3 separate regions of the Mus musculus genome follow, and all the other regions are linked to region 2. A link is a contact called in public HiChIP or PLAC-seq data. All regions are on one chromosome and are shown on one strand. The core of a region is the stretch at or near the end of the contact, and the rest is flanking DNA. Distances in the headings are between cores, read along the strand shown.

What was found. HiChIP or PLAC-seq counts read pairs in DNA pulled down with a chosen protein or histone mark.
Region 1: a contact with region 2 is called in an H3K27ac HiChIP or PLAC-seq map of microglia, with 3 times the contacts expected there. The contact joins two enhancer-like sites. A contact is called at or near these places in 3 of 15 datasets of contacts at CTCF or cohesin (CD8 T cells, the NIH/3T3 cell line and large pre-B cells), 6 of 484 Hi-C or Micro-C datasets (Th1 cells, bone marrow-derived dendritic cells, embryonic stem cells and 3 more), 2 of 115 datasets of contacts at active chromatin or transcription factors (bone marrow-derived macrophages and microglia) and 1 of 9 other capture datasets (embryonic stem cells).
Region 3: an H3K27ac HiChIP or PLAC-seq map of microglia shows a contact between it and region 2, with 5 times the contacts expected there. The contact joins two enhancer-like sites. A contact is called at or near these places in 1 of 15 datasets of contacts at CTCF or cohesin (CD8 T cells), 2 of 484 Hi-C or Micro-C datasets (neutrophils and uterus) and 4 of 115 datasets of contacts at active chromatin or transcription factors (the HPC-7 cell line, bone marrow-derived macrophages, effector CD8 T cells and 1 more).

Annotation. Positions count from the first base shown.
Region 1 is chr3:9,710,860-9,714,954 of GRCm38.p6, reverse strand. All of the region lies in intron 3 of Pag1 (phosphoprotein associated with glycosphingolipid microdomains 1), which reads left to right. Among named protein-coding and RNA genes, the nearest start is that of Gm33169, 50 kb to the right of the region's middle. Within about 2 kb of position 1,319, at least 5 of the 459 cell types and tissues checked have an H3K27ac peak or open chromatin away from gene starts, as enhancers often do. A contact at or near this core is called in microglia, where this site is marked.
Region 2 is chr3:9,799,029-9,803,619 of GRCm38.p6, reverse strand. The region is part of intron 1 of Pag1 (phosphoprotein associated with glycosphingolipid microdomains 1); the gene reads left to right. Among named protein-coding and RNA genes, the nearest start is that of Pag1, 32 kb to the left of the region's middle. Within about 2 kb of position 2,354, at least 35 of the 459 cell types and tissues checked have an H3K27ac peak or open chromatin away from gene starts, as enhancers often do. A contact at or near this core is called in microglia and neutrophils, where this site is marked.
Region 3 is chr3:9,876,790-9,880,989 of GRCm38.p6, reverse strand. It overlaps Gm33273 (a long non-coding RNA gene), which reads left to right. Exons shown (of 3, transcript XR_387542.3): 3 at 1-362. Among named protein-coding and RNA genes, the nearest start is that of Gm33273, 6.4 kb to the left of the region's middle. Within about 2 kb of position 2,014, at least 32 of the 459 cell types and tissues checked have an H3K27ac peak or open chromatin away from gene starts, as enhancers often do. A contact at or near this core is called in microglia and neutrophils, where this site is marked.

The DNA of each region.
Region 1 (4,095 bases), core at 70-2,569, 88 kb after region 2:
TCACATGCTCTTCAAGCAAGGTGATGGCCAGGTTTCAGCACCAGGGAACTGGCCACAAATCCTCCAGCTCTCTATCTTGTGTATTGTATGGATGCATCATCTGTCAATTTAAAGGCCTATGGCCTATAGGAAAGGGTAGAATAGAAGGAGAGACATCTGGGAGGCAGAAAGAGTTCTAGGAAAGAACCAGGCATGAGAGATTCACCTGGAAAGCTGTGACAAGATGAATGTGTGGGACCTGAGCACAGGTAAGCAGCCAATTGGCAGAGTGTTGATTAAAATAAATGGGATGTTTTAACTTATATCTAGCCAGAAAAGACTCCAGCTATATGGTCAAGGTCTCTGTAGATATATTTGGAGTCTGAGTCTTATTTCTGGGAGCATGGGAATGGGTGGGAGAACAGGACCCAACTAATACAGATGACAAAGGTTCTACTGACAAAACTCAAGTATCTTATGACATGAGCTGAGGTGAAGGTCATGGGTTACCCTCCAGACAGCACCTTGAAATGCAGCCCCTGCACAATGGCTGAACTAGACCCTTCAAGTCATCAGTGAGTAGCTAAGATTACAGGCCTGTGCAAGCAAGCCAGGCCAGAAGGGTGCGGGTGCGTTTTCAACACACTCCCTGGAAGTGATGTTCAGGACTGCTGTGTCAGACACTGTGCTGCACAAGCCATGCTCCATCCTTCGTCTCCTGCACCGTGGGGATGGATTGCTGTGGCACAGAGAGGCTATTACAGACAGTCTGCTGCCATCTCTGGTCTTAAGTTTTGCTTCTCCAGTCCTGAGGGTTGAGCATTTTTGGATATACAGTGGTATCAGTGATGCAACAGAGGGCACTAAGAATTACCCCTGTCCTCATGCATGTGTGCTGCATGTGCCTGTAGCTGCAGAGGCTCCAGGTCAACAGCAGATGTTATCCTCTTACAGCCCACCTTACTTCTGAGGCAGGGTCTCTCGCTGAGGTTGGAGCTTACCATTTGTGCTATACCCACTGGCGGCAGAGCGAACTCTCATGTCGTTTTACTCCCAGCACTGATCAAGGCTGGATTTTGTGTCCATGCCAGGGGTCCAAACCCAGTTCTCACGCTTGTGCATCAAGCACTTTACTGACTGAGCCATCTCTTAGCCACAGATCTGAGCTTTGGAAGTACTGTGAGCTATAAGAGGAGGATTTGGCTGGGAGACATTTATGAGGAAGAGTTCACTTTTCAAATAAAGAAGCAGAAGTTTGTTTTTGTTGTCTTGTTATTACTCTGAAAACAAAGGCTGAGTCAGCGAACCTCAGAAGCCAAATAAAGTGGGTGTGAAGCAATGCTCAGTTGAGTGTGACGGGAGCTAGCACTGGGCTCAGGAAGCGTCTGCAGGTGAATACCACATGCATCACAGCCGAGCTGCTGCAAAGTGCCCTGACTCCCACAGACGACAGCCAGGGATCGATGCCCCAGGAGAATGAGCGGTGGACAAACTGGGCGTCATCCCAGAGGATGATGGCTGTAGCTCCCTCACCTTCACAGTCTGCCATCCTGCATGGGGGATATGAGGCCAGCTCTGGATGGCCTCTGAGAGTACTGAGGGCTGGTGGAGTAGGAAGCCCTTCTCTGACAAGGCCATTAACACAAAGGCCCACAGGATTAAATAAAACATAAACTAGATGGGCTGGAAAGGTGGCTCTGTGGCTAAGAGTACACAGTGCCTCAGAGTTCAGCCATGCACCTATACCAGGTGTCCCACAACTTCCTGCAATGCCAGTCTAGGATGTCTGACACCCCTGGCCTCCATGACACAAACCCACACATAGACGCATTATTAAATATAAATCTGCTATTAATCACAAGGTAAGAGGCTGATGATATTGACTCATCTATGGTTCTGGTGGATTTCTCTGAAGACTGGAGTCCCAGCTGGTGTATAGCCTCCTCCTCGGGTTCTGGGAGCCTGGGTAAAGGAAGGTGATTGGTGCTGTCTGTGCACAGAGAGACACAGAGGATCAGTTTGCTGTGTCCCAGTGGCCTGGCAAGCAAACCTGTATCACTCCTGCTCCTCATAGAAAGCCAGCCTGAAAGCTGAGAAAAGCAACTTCTTGCTCGAGGCCTCCTCAGAAATCCTGACGCTCTGCCACCTTGGAACACTTCCTTCTGAAGATGCATTCTGAATGCCCACTGTGGGACACACAGAGAGACCCATGGAAGAGACACTGAAGTGCTCAATTTTGAGTAATGGTAGACAGAAAAATTCCTTCTAAGATGGGGCCGTAACTAAATTTGGAGGGAGAAAGGGTTGTAAGAAGAGGGGACCTGTTCCAGAAGCCTGGAAGCTGAGCGCTAAAGGACAGGACAGTGTCAGAGGAGACGGTAGATGAGGCTGTCAGTGTGTAGAACTCTCAAGGGAGGGGGACAGGGAGTGGTCGTGTGTGAGAGTTAACGGGGAGACTGCTGGCTCTGAGACTCATGCTCAAGTGGTAGTGGTATGGCTGTCCCCAGAACGATCCACTTTGCTGGTTCCAGAGTGAGGGTCTGGCCCCAGGACACCCTGGGCTCCTTCGGCTTCTCTCCCTTGCCATGTAAGCCACCCCTGCATCTGAGAGTGCCCTTGCTAGTCTTCCCGGAAGCATCCTGACCAGAACCTAGTTTTCAGATTATGAAGATGCTGAGGTTTTTAAGGGAAAAGAGATGACTTCATCCCTGCCCTCAGAGTCCTTTTCCGCCAGGTCAAATAAGCAAGCATGCAGCAAAAAAGGAAGGATCCCCAAATCCAATTGCATGCTTGCTGAGATGTCCCTCATGGCCTGAGGCAAGCAAAGCCTCTTCCTCTGCCACCCTCTGATCACAGGCTACGTCACCTTGACCCAGATGCTCAGTGAATCCCAGCTCTGTCTGGAGTATGTGCAGCACAGGCTGCTAGAAATAACAAACCTTCTCTCTTCTCTTGTCCTCCTCTTCTCCTCACCCCCCCCCCCGCCACCCCCAAATCCACACTAAATCAAAATGAGGAAAAGCACTTAAAGAAGACGTTCCCCTCCCTGCCTAGCACTAGCTGGTGCTGGTGCTGGTGCTAGTGCCGGTGCCGGTGCCGGTGCGGGTGTGGGTGCCAGTGCAGGTGCCGGTGCCAGTGCGGGTGCGGGTGCAGGTGCTGGTGGTCATAGTCATCGTCATCATCATCGTGATATCTTACCACAGTGACAGAAGTGAAGTTAGGACAGAGGGCATGAAAGGGCTGTCCTGGGGTTCATCCCCTGGCCCACACATCCATCATTTTACATAGGGCAGGGATTTACCAGAGAATTTTGCTCCTCCTGACTGTTAACTTGTCTGGTTGGTTCATTTGTAACCCATACACAGTTTGCATACCTGGTACTGACAGCAGGAGCCATTCCCATGGGGCTGGCAACTCTGCCCTCCCTGGTCCCTTAGGAGAGGGGTCATAAACCAAGATGGTTTCTGTCATCCTTAATTACAGGTCCACAGGACAGCTGTGAAGCCATAATAACTATCATTACTGACCTGAACCTGCTTCAAAGGGGCTGCAAGTGTTCGCCTCCCTAGATAATCTAATCTGCGGGCCACCCCAGCCCTGTGAAGTGTTATTATAGGGCAGGCTGTGATCTGAGCACCTACCTGCTTAGAGCGTCTGCTAGAAAAGTGAACAGCTGCCCTGCTCTGCCCCTTTTGTTCTTCTTGCTGGTATTTGCTTTCCGTCCTCTTGGAATTGATTTGGGTGGCTGATAGTCCAAGCTAATGAAGAATTAAACACCAAACATGACCAACCACAATTATTCAGGACCTCTCCATGCTGCTCAGGCCTGTTCACTGGGACTGAAACTAGGGTTAGGCTGCCACCTTGTGGCTTAAAATACCTGCTTTAAAGATAAAAGGCCAATAGTTTTTACTAATGATTGAAATCATTTACTGATCAGTGAAATCATCAAATCTGTATATTTGACAGGATGATAATAGATTGTGGAGTTTTCAGCACAAAATATCTATCTATCTTGCTAATCCCAACACTCTGCAGGCAGGGGTGGTAGAAACAGGAGTTCAAGGCCCTCCTTGGCTATTTAGCCAATTCAAGACCAGCACATGGTACATAAAA
Region 2 (4,591 bases), core at 1,105-3,604:
CCTCTGCCTCTGCCTCTGCCTCTGCCTCTGCCTCTGCCTCTGCCTCTGCCTCTGCCTCTGCCTCTGCCTCTGCCTCTGCCTCTGCCTCTGCCTCTGCCTCTGCCTCTGCCTCTGCCTCTGCCTCTGCCTCTGCCTCTGCCTCTGCCTCTGCCTCTGCCTCTGCCTCTGCCTCTGCCTCTGCCTCTGCCTCTGCCTCTGCCTCTGCCTCTGCCTCTGCCTCTGCCTCTGCCTCTGCCTCTGCCTCTGCCTCTGCCTCTGCCTCTGCCTCTGCCTCTGCCTCTGCCTCTGCCTCTGCCTCTGCCTCTGCCTCTGCCTCTGCCTCTGCCTCTGCCTCTGCCTCTGCCTCTGCCTCTGCCTCTGCCTCTGCCTCTGCCTCTGCCTCTGCCTCTGCCTCTGCCTCTGCCTCTGCCTCTGCCTCTGCCTCTGCCTCTGCCTCTGCCTCTGCCTCTGCCTCTGCCTCTGCCTCTGCCTCTGCCTCTGCCTCTGCCTCTGCCTCTGCCTCTGCCTCTGCCTCTGCCTCTGCCTCTGCCTCTGCCTCTGCCTCTGCCTCTGCCTCTGCCTCTGCCTCTGCCTCTGCCTCTGCCTCTGCCTCTGCCTCTGCCTCTGCCTCTGCCTCTGCCTCTGCCTCTGCCTCTGCCTCTGCCTCTGCCTCTGCCTCTGCCTCTGCCTCTGCCTCTGCCTCTGCCTCTGCCTCTGCCTCTGCCTCTGCCTCTGCCTCTGCCTCTGCCTCTGCCTCTGCCTCTGCCTCTGCCTCTGCCTCTGCCTCTGCCTCTGCCTCTGCCTCTGCCTCTGCCTCTGCCTCTGCCTCTGCCTCTGCCTCTGCCTCCTGAGAACTTCCCTAAGTTTTATATGAGAGTGACACACACAAATTTGTAACTGTCCGATGTGCATGCACAAATGGATAACAGGACAAAGAAGGATAAAGGTTCATAGGGGAGAATATTAAAACAGAAAAGATGAAAAAAATATTGGGTGTAATCTCAGAAGAGCTTGTGCATTGAAACTTGGGTACTGATGAAGCAGGGTGTGGTCATGGTGAGACCCCGTGTGCTGATGAAGCAGGGTGTGGTCATGGTGAGACCCCGTGTGCTGACGAAGCAGGGTGTGGTCATGGTGAGAAGATCCCGTGTGCTGATGAAGCAGGGTGTGGTCATGGTGAGAAGACCCCGTGTGCTGATGAAGCAGGGTGTGGTCATGGTGAGAAGATCCCGTGTGCTGATGAAGCAGGGTGTGGTCATGGTGAGAAGACCCCGTGTGCTGATGAAGCAGGGTGTGGTCATGGTGAGAAGATCCCGTGTGCTGATGAAGCAGGGTGCCGCCGTGGGTGAGAAGACCCCACGTAGTGAAGATGCTGATTCCTCCAGAGCTGCTGTGCTGGCTTAACACAGTTTCTCTCAAAATCTCAGCAAGAGTTTTTTGTAGACCTAGGCAAAATTATCCTAAAATGTATATAGAAAGACCAGGGCTAGAATAACTCTAACAATTGTGAAGGAGCTGAACAAGTGGCATCGAAAGAAGGATGAACATCAGAGGAATCAGATAGAAAGTCAGAGCTGAGTCATACAAGATACTCACTCACCTGAGGATAGATAGACCCAAAAGCACTTACATGAAAGAATAAATAAGAGGAAATACTGATAAGTAAGATGTCTCTAAAACCTGCCTAGCAGAAAACCTTGTTAGGGGTTTGAAAAGACAAGCTACAGAGTGGAAGAGAATAATTGTAAAGCCTGTTTGCAAAACAGAGGGCTAGGGAAACTCCAGCAACAGGAACAGGAAGTGATGCTGTTAGAGCATACTCACGGGTATATGGCCTGGAGGGGTAACTTAGCACTCACCTCGCATGCTTAATGTTCTGGATTCTATTCCACACAACACAAGGGCACTGTGAGAAAGAAGAAATGGGCCAAAGGAATAGACATTTTATTAAAAGTGGGGGGTATACAGGACCTCAAGTATATTTTGTTGACCCATTTAATGCTAGTAAAGTTGTTTTTTGTTTTTTTTTGTTTTTTTTTTTTTTGCTTATATTGGTAGCATATATTTAAGCATTGTAAAGTATAATAGAAACTCCAGATTTCTAACTTCTCTTAGGAAGAAATAGAAAATTCACTCCCAAAATACTTCCCCAAATCATAACTGTCTAAGGGTTGCTCTTCCATGGAAGGCTTGTGCTCCTCCGCACTGTCCCCATCAGTGTCAGGTAACATTCTGAGACACTGAAAGGAAACAGGAGCCAGCAGCTACATTTTTCTCCTTCCCCTTGTGGGAGGCTATCTTCTTTATTGTTACAATTACTGTAACATTTCTTGCTAAAGATTTCCTAGTGGTTTCTCTGGGGTTTCAACAGAAGGCTTGTGGCTGATTATAGTTCGTGTCTTACATGATTTGGTTCGTGTAAGAGGAAATGTTTCCTCAGTGTCTGATTTTCTAATGAGCCATTTTAGTTCTATAACTCAGAGCCTCCCACCCGACCGACTCTTGCTGGTCTCTCTTCTTAGGGGACCCGAAGTGGAAAGACTTTCCTGGGTTTTATTAACTCGGTCTAAAGGGGTTAACACAAAGGAAATAGAAGAACGTTACAGAAGGAATTTACTATGGTGGCCATGATTAATAAGCTATTCTGATTGAGAAACTTGGCAACACTTAGCACATTTTGTTACAAAGTAGACATCAGAAGTAAAGCCATTATGTTTGATATTGAACTCCCAAGTAACTTGGTATTTTCTAAGCACAATAGTATTGCGTACTATGGTACAGTTAGACAGGCTGTTTGTCTGAGCAAGGAGTATATGGCAGAACTAAAAGGAAAGTAGATGGTTAGTGCAGGATTGAAGGATGGCCAGAGTCCATGACTGTAATAGCCTTTCAGGCTACCTAGAGAAGTGGCTTCCGTGTTCTATTTGGCTTTTCCCATGGATCCAAAGTAAGAATGGAGGACTAGGGATATAATCAGTAGGCGAGCACTTGTCTCACGTGGTTAAGACCTCAGGTTCCACTCCTAGCCCTGTCATAGGTACTAGGATAAGGTGGCCACTAGAGAGATCTCTCAGATGTTAGGACTTGCGGCTCTTGCAATGGACTGGAGTTTAGCTCCCAATGCCTACACTGAGTGACCCACAATTACCTAGTGTCAGCTCCAGGAGCATCCAACACTGTCTTCTGGATTCTCTGGACACTTGTAATACACAGATGTGAGGGAGGGAAGAGTGGGGGAGGAGGGAGGGAGGGAGAGAGAAAGGCAGGGAGGGAGGGAGGGAGGGAGGGAGGGAGGGAGAGCTTGGTTATAAAGGTGGCTTTCTGAGGTGAGGCTGGGCCTCAGCACCCTGCATATGCTGACCTCCCCAAATGTGGAAACAACCACTGCATAATTTATGGTATTGGGGGGCTGCTCCCCTATTATTATGAAAAGAAAGAAATATTTAGCAAAGAAAAGAAATTTACATAAGGAAAAGTAGAAAGAGAAAGAAAGAGATGGAAAAATGAAAGTGCTACTTGGGATTAAAGCTCGCCATCTGGCTGCTAATTTATGTGATTGCTGTTGGAAGGAGAGGTTCTAGTGACCTTATGCCCCAGCATCTGTAAGAAAGAGGATAAAGGAGTGGGTGAAAGGAGTGGAATGGAGGCAGGGGTGAGGGTCTGAGTGTGAAATCTAGAGCTGAACTGTTGGAATTGTCTCTGTCTCTCACTGTCCTAGCTCTGACCTCTCCATGCTTCAGTTTTCTCCTCTGTGAGTGGGAATCACGCAGTCTCCGTAGGAGGGCGATGTTGTCAGAGAATGCAGTAGTGCCCGGTGCGTTGTCAGCCACAGCACTGGCTGCTGGAGAGGACAGGCACAGGCTCAAGAATGGCAGAGGCTCGCACTTGACAGAGCCATGCTTGGGCTTGGGACTTTGTCATCCGTGAGTTTTTCCTGATGTCTCAGTAGAACACCTATTTCTGCCTTTAGATATTTGTCCTGACTTAGCCTATGTGCTAAACTCAGATAGCTCAGTGTGTTCAAGACACACCAATTCGTAGCATAGAAAGAATACTTTGGCAAGACCTTGGCCAGGAAAGAGACCTAAGGTTTTATTTGTTCATTCCTAAGGCCCAGCAAAGAGAAGTCTCCCACATACAAGGAATTAGTTGACTGGCCTCAGCTTTTGCTGTTTTGTTTGGAGAGTACGGTTGTTTTGGAGTACTGTTGCTGCTGTTGTTGTTTGGAGACATTCTTACTTAGGCTGGCTTTAAACTGTAGCCCAGGCTGAGTTAGGCTCAGAGCACCCCCTCCAGCAGTCTCTTCAGTGCTTACTCATAGCTCCTGCCTTAGCATCAAGTCTTTTCAGATATTTGTTTTTAAAGTATCATTAATAATAGATTTTAAAGTTTTGAAGTTGATTTTAAATAGGTTATATTCACTTTGCCAGAATAAACAGGTACATGAAAAAATATACAACTAAATAATGTATGCCCAGAAAACCGTAGAACTACGCGATGTATACAAATAAGATACAACTAAATAACGTATACCAAAACCATATATACCACCCCCTCCAAAAAAACCCATATATACCACCCCTCCAAAACCCATATATACCACCCCCTCCAA
Region 3 (4,200 bases), core at 765-3,264, 78 kb before region 2:
CTTTATGCTTTTCAGAAAGGTCATTGAGGAAGACAAGAGAGCTGTTTAAAATATTGATTGGAAAACAACTATGAGTATGGAAAGTTGCACTTCTAAATCTAAACACACTTTCAAACTTTCCAATGCCTTGAAAAGAGCTAGATTGGCGATCCTAAAATGAAAAATTATCTTAATGAGTTACAAATTTAGAAAGAGATTCTCCAGTTGTGTCTAATTTAACTTGATAGTTAAGTGTTCCAAAAATATATCTTTAAATTCCTGCTGCAAAAATGTACATAGTGATGCTTAAATTAAAATGACTTTTAGAGTTAGGCACATGCTACGTGTCTTCTTGGTCACCTTTCTCTTTCCTTTCTGTGTATAACCAATGGTTGGATGAGTATTGATAATTTTTTAACCATATTTCTTATTTAATTTAGTTGTTTATATTAAAGGATAATTTAATTAACTCTTTGAAATGTCTTACTCTTTTATGAGTTATATTCTTTTGAATTTTATTTCATTTACATTAAGGTTTAGTAATAGCTGATTGACAAGGTTTAGATGCTACTCTGGTAATGGCAGAAATAAAATACATTATTTCAAATATTCAAATGTCCCCCTTCTTGGGTTTTATTTCTAATTTAACAACACCAAAAGTTCATCATCTCCAACCTTTAAAAACATGAAAATTTGAGACAAATGATTAGAGAAAAGATTTGACTGTGTATTTAACAACATACAACTGATGCCGCCACTAAGACTGGGGATTAGTGAGGACAGGGTTTGGTCCAGGAGACAGTGATGGGGGATTTGAGACCAGTTACTGTTGTGGATGGCCCTGGGGCTAATTATATTTGATGTTAATTCTGTTCTCCAGTGAGTAGCCTCTAACAAGCAAAGAGTCAACACTCAGGTGATTTCCAGTAAACCTGCTTCCCACCTTAATTTGTAAAATAAAGGAGAGCTGATGATTGGGCAGATAAAAGGGAAGGTGGTGGTGGAGAAAATGGAAGAGGGAGAGGACGCAGAGGAGGAGGAAGAAGAAAAGCAGAGCAGAAGCACATGGCCTGGAGAAACCGCAAGTTCTAAGGGGTCTCATAAGCTGTAGAAGATGGTAGTGTAACGGTAGATCTGCCCAATCTAGGCTCACAGCATGTATTCATACTAATTGTGTTGTGTTTTCCTTGCCGGGGTGTATTTGGGAGGAGATTTACCGCAACAGGTTACTGTAAAACAAGATTCTTACTCAACTTCTCTATCACAAGCAATCTGGTAGGGCAAAGGGAAGCCATCTTTCTGAGGGTGGATGCTGTGTGTCACAGGTCTTTGGCTGCATCCAATTTCATAATTTATTGCACCAGCTTGTTTTGAAGCTTTCAAACAGTCCTCTCCCTCATTGCTAACACTTGCCCTGGTTTTAGAAACAAGCAAACAGGGAAGTTGTCACCCTTTTTAAATTGTGTGCTTTCCTCACCTTCCTTGTTCCCCAGGTTTCTCCCCCTTTGAGAACCAGCTGGCTGCTCTTAAAACACCACCCACATCACAGCCCATGTTCTGAAACTCCACCAAAGGTGGCCTACCCAAGTTCTGGTACCTGGCACTGGCTGTAGCCGAGTGGGAGATGCCATCCCCAGCAGTGGCAAAGTCCTTTTAGTCCCAGCACCACACACAAGTATCAATAAGAACAATAACAGCAAAAAAACCCTCATATAACAGTGGCCAAGGGTTAGATCCAATAGCCAATAATAGCGTTTTCTCCCCCAAAAGATTTCTAGGATTTAAATCATCTTCTCGGAGACAAATGAAATCCAGATCAGGGCTCAACAGCAGACACAGCAACCTTGGAAGAGGGGAATATGGCTGCAGAACTTGAGAGCTTGCATAACTAATAGCAACAGCAATGGCCACTCCTGCCAGGGGCCCTTTCATCCCAACCCCAGAAAAGGCAATGAATGATTAGAGAGAGGGAGAGGATGCAACTCTGCCAGATAGGGAAACCGCTGTGGCTCAAGCCCTCCTCGCTGCAGTCCGTTTCTGTTTTGTTTTCTCCTCCCCAAACACTTCCCTATTTACCCCGTAAACCAGAATGGACTAGAACATTCTCTGGAGGAGTTTACCTGTCTCACAGGCTCTTTATTACTAAAGCCCACTTCCTTGTCATAAACGTAAGAAGCAATGAGATAACAGAATGTATGTCCTTAAACTTTGCCACCTTAAAGGACTCTCCAGTGCTCTCCTCTCCCTCAATTCCTTGATGTCAATAAAGCCATCCAACTGTTCTAATCATACAGAAAAGAAGCATCCTCCATAGTCATTATTGAGAGAGAAGCATAATTGAGTGGTCTATTTCTAGCCCTAAATTGCTGTGTAAAAAGAATAGAGAAGAAAGACCATTTTTGCCAAAGCCCTGAATCCAAGCAAGAAATGACAGTATGCCTCCCTCTCTCTTTCAATCTCTCTCTGTCTCTCTGATTCTCTCTCTCTGTGTCTTTCTCTCTGTCTCTCTCTCTCTGTCTCTCTCTCTCTGTCTCTCTCTCTCTGTCTCTCTGTCTCTCTGTCTCTCTCTCTCTCTCTCTCACACACACATACACACACACACACACACACACACACACTTGTTAACATGGTCCATGGCTAGTAATCCTATCAGGAGTTTCTGACAGAAAATTGACACATCAGAGACATGAGCATGCATTAATACTGGCCCCCCACCCCCACCCCTGAAGCCTAAAGTACAACACAGCAGCTAATCTGATGGGAGAGTGGGAGCCCTGGGAATGCCATCACAGTTTGAGACCACTCTGCTATCTTCCTACCTTTGTATTCAATAGCTCTCTGAGCTGAGCGCTCTATAGACTCAGAGAAAAACAGATGAGTTTCTGAATGCACACAGCCTTTCTGATGTTCTTAAAACAGTGTGCCTCCCCCTTTGATTCTTTCCTGATTTATTTTCCAACTCCAAAAGGTCAAGTTATTCATGATTCATGAAAAAAAAAATTCTTGATCTTAGAATATGAGCCATTGGAGTTCTGTTTAGGAAAGTTCCCCCTGTGCCAGTGAGTTCAAGGCTCTTTCCCACTTTCTCTTCTATTAGATTCAGTGTATCTGGTTTTATGTTGAGGTCCTTGATCCACTTGGACTTGAGCTTTGTGCAAACTGACAAATATGGGTCTATTTTTCATTTTTCTACATACAGACAGCCAGTTAGACCAGCACCATTTACTGAAGATGCTTCCTTTTCTCCATTTTTGGAGTCTTTGTCAAAGATCAAATGACCACAAGTGTGTGGTTTTATTTCTGGGTCTTCAATTCTATTCCATTTATCAATGTGTCTGTCTCTGTACCAATACCATGCAGTTTTTATCACTATTGCTCTGTAGTAAAGCTTGAGGTCAGAAATGGAGATTCCCCCAGCCGTTCTTTTATTGTTAAGAATTGATTTCACTATGCTAGGTTTCTTGCCTTTCCAGATGAATTTGAGAATCGCTCTTTCCATGTCTTTGAAGAATTGTGTTGTGATTTTGATGGGGATTGCACTGAATCTATAGATTACCTTTGGTAGGATGGCCATTTTTACTATGTTAAATCTGCCAATCCATGAACATGGGAGATCTCTCCATTTTCTGAAATCTTTGATTTCTTTCTTGAGAGACTTGAAGTTATTGTCATACAAGTCTTTCACTTATTTGGTTAGAGTTACCCCAAGATATTTTATATTAGTTTTGACAATTGTGAAGGGAGTTGGATCCCTAATTTCTTTCACAGACTGTTTATCCTGTGTATAAAGGAAGGCTACTGATTTATTTGAGTTAATTTTATACTGGCCACTTTACTGAAGTTGTTTATCAGCTGGAGAAATTCTCTGATAGAATTATCATCGATCAAGAATTGATAAACGGGTCCTCATAAAACTGAAAAGCTTCTGTAAGGCAAAGGACATAGTCAATAAGACAAATGGACAACCTACAATTTGGGAAAAAGTCTTCACTAACCCCACATCTGATGGAGGGCTAATATCCAAAATATATAAAGAACTCAAGAAGTTAATCACCAAAAATCCCAAACAACCCAATCAAAAAATGGGGTATAGAACTAAACTGAGAATTCAGGACTGAAGAATGGCTGAGAAGCACCTAAAGAAGTGTTCAAAGTCCTTAATGATCAGAGAAATGCAAATCAAAATGACCCTGAGCTTCCACCTTACACCAATCAAGATGT